2 separate regions of the Mus musculus genome follow, and region 2 is linked to region 1. The links are chromatin contacts, called in public promoter capture Hi-C maps. All regions are on one chromosome and are shown on one strand. Each heading gives the region's core, a stretch centred on a gene start, on an enhancer-like site or on the middle of the called end of the contact. The rest is flanking DNA. Distances are from core to core; before and after follow the strand shown. Region 1 holds the start of 4930417O22Rik (RIKEN cDNA 4930417O22 gene). Region 2 holds the start of Cfap97d1 (CFAP97 domain containing 1).

Region 1 (2,700 bases), core at 151-2,650:
TCATCTTTCTGCCTATATGAGGCAGATTTGTCCTTTGTATAAGAATTAGAAAAGTTTTGTAAAAGCAGAAAACACACACACACACCACCACCACCACCACCACCACCACCACCACCACCACCAGCACCACCAGCACCACCAGCACCACTGCCACCCAGACACAGCTCAGTCAGGGCCAGCTGATGTGGTAGGGCTGCCTCAGAACCCAGCTGGAGTGTGATTTTAAATTCAGCTTCCTGGACTCAGCTTCGGAACTGCCTGTCAGAATCCGGGGAGCAAAGCAAAGGCCTGGAAATGTGAATTCATCCCAGCTCCCCTGCTGACTCTGAGGTACCCCAAACTGCTAATTTCATTGGCTTCCTTGTAATCGTTTGACCAAGACATTAGAGGTCAGGAGAAGGGAGAAAGAAGGTGGTAGATTCAGGAGGGAAATGGAGAGAATGAAGGAGATTTCTAGGACATAGAAGCCAGACTGGGCCTGTGCTGGTTGGAGAACCAGAGGCTAGGCTGAAGGTTTGCAGGGCTGGGTAGCATGGAGGAGCTGTGGTGAAGCCAGGGTCCAGGGTACAGCACCAGAGAGGTTGGACTACTTAGCTGGCCGGATGAACAGAAGCAGGGGTGGGTGGGTGAATAAACTGGTCCCACGGTGACTTTGTAGTGTGTGTCTTTATCTCCCTAGAGAGAAAGAAAAGGGCAGGGGAAGAAATTTAGAGGGAGTTTATGAATGACGGAGATTTAAAGAAAAGCCTTTGCTGGAAAAGGCATGCAAAGTACAGAGGAGTCAAGATGAAGAAATAGAAGAAGTTGAAGCCTTAGTGGGGGTGACAAGAGCGTAGCCAGGAGACTAAGGAGAGGGAATGTTGGTGTATGTATGTATGTGTGTATGTATTTATTTTTTTATGTATGTATTTGTGGAGGGTGTTCAGGTGTGTGCATGTGTTTGCCTGTGTGTGGATGTATGTGCATGTGTGTATTTGTGTGTGTGGAGACAAGAGGTTGACCTTTGATGTTCCATCTTGTTTCTTGAGACAGGGTCTCTCACTGATTACTAATTAGGCTGGGCTGTCTGGCCAGGAGCTTTAAGATCTCTGCTCCCTGCCTTCCAGGTGCTGGAAATACATCCATGTGCTGGGAATTGAACTCCAGTTCTCACGATTTTGCAGCAAGCATATTACCAACCAAGCCATCCCGCAGGACTCAGTGAGCTCATATTTAAATGACACCTTGGTGGCCATGGTAACAGTGGTAGCGGAGTGACCAATGGCCCACCTGCCAAGACTACGGTGCTGCTTTCTAGGAACTAAAAGGGCAAGGTGGATGAGGGCGGAAACCGGATGGATGAGGACTAGTGGGCAGAGACAGCGGATAAGGGACCAGGTGGAAGCTAACTAAACCGGAAGTGGAATCTTTTCCTGAAGGGAGGGCTAGATGACTCCCTGAAGAGCCTTCCCTATCCCAGGTATGGATGACATTTTAAAGAGTCACCCGGCGCACACCATCATCAAAAGTTGGCAACTTCGTTTTACCTCCGGGTCTCCTTTCCGAAAGGAAAAGGCACCGGGGCTGGCAGAGAGCATGTAACTTAGACCGCCATCCCTGGTTTCGTGCCGGCACACGGTCCAGCCACATTTTTAGAAAAACGTTCCCTTTTAAATTTGACTTGTCTTACTTAGCCAGATTGACAGGGCGGGGGTGGATAAGTCCCTATGAATAGTGAGCACACGTGAATGAGGAGACTCATTATCTTAAATTGAGACTGGTTTCTAAGAAAAAGAGAAAGGGGAAAAAGTCACTGGGCCGACAGCTTCCCCCCTTCCCCCAGCCCGTAGAGGACCAGGGCTTTGCCACCCTCCTCCCTGTGAGTACACAGACTCCACTGGGCCCCAGCAAGAGGAAGGAAACAGACAGAGGGAGGAAATCAAGAGATTAGAGAAGTTGACAGACGGAAATAGCGACTCAGGAGCCGCGCTGTCCCGGCCTCGTTCCCCAGGGAGCCTTTTGTACCACGGAATCTAGTTGCCTGAATGAAAAATGATATCATTTATTTCTTTTGTCCAGGTTGCACTGTTTTCTGCAGACACAGAAATAACCTAACACCGCAACACCCGACTGTTGGCCAAGTGATAGAGTTATCTGTCATCTTGGCCCTCAATAATGTCCTGAATAAACAACCACAGGCTTGGTGTTCTAGGGAGGGGCCCTGCTCCCCCATCCCCGTGATGACTCTGCAAAGAGGCTTGAATGAGCAGCTGGCCGAAGCCAGTGCTGCTAGCTTGAGAAGGAGGGTGACTTTGTAGATCACCAGCAACACGTGCATTCAGTCCACAAACACTTGCAAACTCTGACTCTGGCCAAACTTAGTGCAAAAGGCTTGCAACTACAGATGTGCAGAGATGGCTGTGTGTTGGCCAGAAGTCAATATCAGATATCCTCCCGGGTCACTCACCATATTGTCTTTTCAGACAGAGTTTCTCACAGAACCTGGAATTCAAACTCCAGGGCTCCACCTGTCTCTGCCCCTGAGGCCCAGTACTAGGAGTTACAGATGTGTGTCAACGGGCCTTGTTGTTACATAAATACTGGCAACCTAAAAGCTTGGCTTGAAGTTTATCTTTTAGATAATAGGGCACTGTGGTTTGAACAGGGAAGGGAAGTGGTTTTGTATTAGAACTGCCTTGGTTCATTTTCGGTGGTTAACTA
Region 2 (2,700 bases), core at 110-2,609, 35 kb after region 1:
GGAGGGCTGGCAAGATGGCTCAGAGGGTTAAGAGCACTGACTGCTCTTCCGAAGGTCCTGGGTTCAAATCCCAGCAACCACATGGTGGCTCACAACCACCCGTAATGAGATCTGACGCCCTCTTCTGGTGCGTCTGAAGACAGCTATAGTGTACTTATGTATAATAATAAATCTTTGGGCCAGAGCGAGTGGAGTTGACCTAAGTGAGCGGGTCATCTGTACAGCTATAGTGTACTCACATACTTAAAGTAAATAAATCTTTTTTTTAAAAATTTGCTGGAAAGATTCCAGAAACATTCAAGGGGTTGCGGAGGTTCCTGGGCTGGCAAGGTGCCCAGCATGCACAAAAACCTTAGTTCAGTTCCCAGCGCGGAACATACAGGCGTAGCGGTTGCAGAAGCAATTGACAGATGTTGAGCACTCACTGGGGGCCTGCGCCCTGGGCTGTGGGCTCTGGGCTAGTGTGGGGGTAAATCTTCCTCCACAGGTTCCTTTACAGCTGTTCCTGGGGTAGCTGCCATCTCACTGTGAGCCACATGGTGTCAGTAGCGAGTTTCCACTGAGAGCAAAGAGCACAAAAAGCGTCTCTCCAGTTGCCAGGGAAAATGGCCCGGTCCCTAACGCCAAAGGGGCAAATACAGTCTCCCCAGTGTGTCTCCTATTAAGATTTGTTTTCTTTATGGTTTTGTTTGTTTTACTTCATACTTTCGTTTTTTGAGGTCGGGTCTCATGTAGCCCAGGCTGGCTTTGCAGTATATAACCAAGGATAACTTTGAATTCCATCTGCCTGCTTCCATTTCCCAAGTGCTGGTATTGCGAGCCTGTGGCACTGCTCTGGGTTACACTAACTACACTTTTGAGTGTTTCGCTTTCCCAGAAAAACTTATGGTTTCAGACCTTCAGGGAAACCTCGCAGGGAACTGTGACTTCTTAGCTCATAGCTCAAACGGCAGAATGAGAGTTAGAGTCCCACCCCAACCTCCCTTTGTGAGCCTCTGCCTGTGCCAGGCAGGGAAGGGATATCATGCCTTTCTTTTCTCCTCCAGCCTTGGAAACATCTACTTCCCAGGCACGTGAGGAACTTCAAAGCCCCCTTTCCTTCCTCCTGACATGGTCCTGACTTATCACAGAATCACCATTGCTTTAGGAGAGAAGAGAAGAGCCACTTACCTTGACCGAATCATAACACAGAGAATATAAATACCGGATTGTCCCGCACCCCATCACCATATATAAATTTTAGAAAACTTTTAGAAAGTGCCCAGAGACAACTAAACATGCTCATCTCCTCTTCCTCCGCTGAGACTTGTCCCTGATGTCATAACTGGGTAACTATGACACCTTGTCATGGGGAGAGCTAAGTGCCTCACAGAGAAGCCAAGGTGTCTCATTTCTGAAGCTAGACTAGGAGGAGAAAATGAACAATTCCTTGGATTATTTGGCCTACCCTGTAATCGTTTCTAATCACAGGCAAAGCACAACCTTTAGGAAGAAACTGGACTTTGGCCACTACATATTGCACAAAAATAGAGTACAAATAGGTAAGTGGGCAGCTGGCGCTGGCCTTTGTCACCATTTGGAGTTCTAGAAGCCTCCATCAAAAAGGGTATTAAGAGGAAACTACGCAAACCCTAGCTGTGGGGTGACGTGGGACACAATGGTCGGCGGCAGGCTTTTGTCTTCTGCCTGAGCATTCGTGTGCTGGAAAGAATTCAAATTTTAAAAACTCTTTAGTGCCAAAGTTAGAAAATAAGAGCTCAGTGCCCAATAGACTCTCTAGGAATGTTACGAAGTGGATGGGGAAAAGATGCCATCGGATTGAAGGGAAGTTTGTCCTTATGGATTTTGAGAGAGGGGCTCACGTAGTCCAGGGGGGCCAGGAGCTGGCTGAGGGTCAAAGATGACCTTGAACTCCTAGCCCTCTGTCAGCTACTACCGCTGGAGTTGCTGAATTATGGTCTGCACATCACCACTTGATTTAGGCAGTGCTGGGCACCAAACCCAGGGTCTCTGGTGCGGTGAGCTGGCATTCTACCGGCCCTGTCCATCTTGATAGATTATCAGCCCTTTGTCTTCTCTGTCCGAGTCCTCCAGAGATGGCAGGAGGGAAACATTAAACCTAGTTGAAGTTGCTAGGCTAGATCTCTGTCAAAATTCAAGTGCGGGATGCTCAGTGGTTGGGGTCGGGTTGCCTGGTGGGTTTCTAAAGCTGCCAGGACCCTACCATGTAACAATGTTTTTCCCCTCTAGTGAAGCCTGCCGTCGATACCAAACCTCCAATGGCACACACACATTACATTTTAAAATTGAGCAAAATCCAGGTATTCTTGCCACCCGTGGCTGTATTTTATTGATTCTCCCTCTCCCCCCAACCCCCATTTTTCGAGACAGGGTTTCTCCGTGTAGCCCTGGCAGTCCTGGAACTCACTCTGTCGACCAGGCTGGCCTCTAACTCAGAAATCCACCTGCCTCTGCCTCCCAAGTGCTGGGATTAAAGGCGTGTGCTACCACTGCCCAGCTTTTAACTTTGTCCTTAAGAGACACTCATTTCCCCAGAGCCTTCTAAATACCCACCAACCTAAAGATTCATTAACATTCCTCCCCCATAGTCACTCCTTAAGCTCTGTCTGGGCTCCACCAGGCCTCTCAACAATGCCCCCTTTCCCTCAAAGTCCCAGAGGAGGGTATTGCATGTCACTA

Evidence for each region. Capture Hi-C pulls out chosen DNA fragments and counts their contacts.
Region 2: a contact with region 1 is called in a promoter capture Hi-C map of adipose tissue. The contact joins the promoter of Cfap97d1 here to the promoter of 4930417O22Rik in region 1. A contact is called at or near these places in 2 of 39 promoter capture datasets (embryonic stem cells and macrophages), 1 of 15 datasets of contacts at CTCF or cohesin (CD8 T cells), 1 of 484 Hi-C or Micro-C datasets (cranial neural crest), 4 of 115 datasets of contacts at active chromatin or transcription factors (the 230-238 cell line, embryonic stem cells and pancreatic cancer cells) and 3 of 9 other capture datasets (adipose tissue, liver and pancreatic islet).

What each region holds. Positions count from the first base shown.
Region 1 is chr11:101,951,021-101,953,720 of GRCm38.p6, forward strand. 4930417O22Rik (RIKEN cDNA 4930417O22 gene) reads left to right here and starts at 1,401. Exons shown (of 4, transcript NR_045806.1): 1 at 1,401-1,459.
Region 2 is chr11:101,985,697-101,988,396 of GRCm38.p6, forward strand. It overlaps Cfap97d1 (CFAP97 domain containing 1), which reads left to right and starts at 1,360. Exons shown (of 6, transcript NM_029287.1): 1 at 1,360-1,541; 2 at 2,251-2,321. The coding sequence starts at 1,418. It also overlaps a transcript of Dusp3 not described here.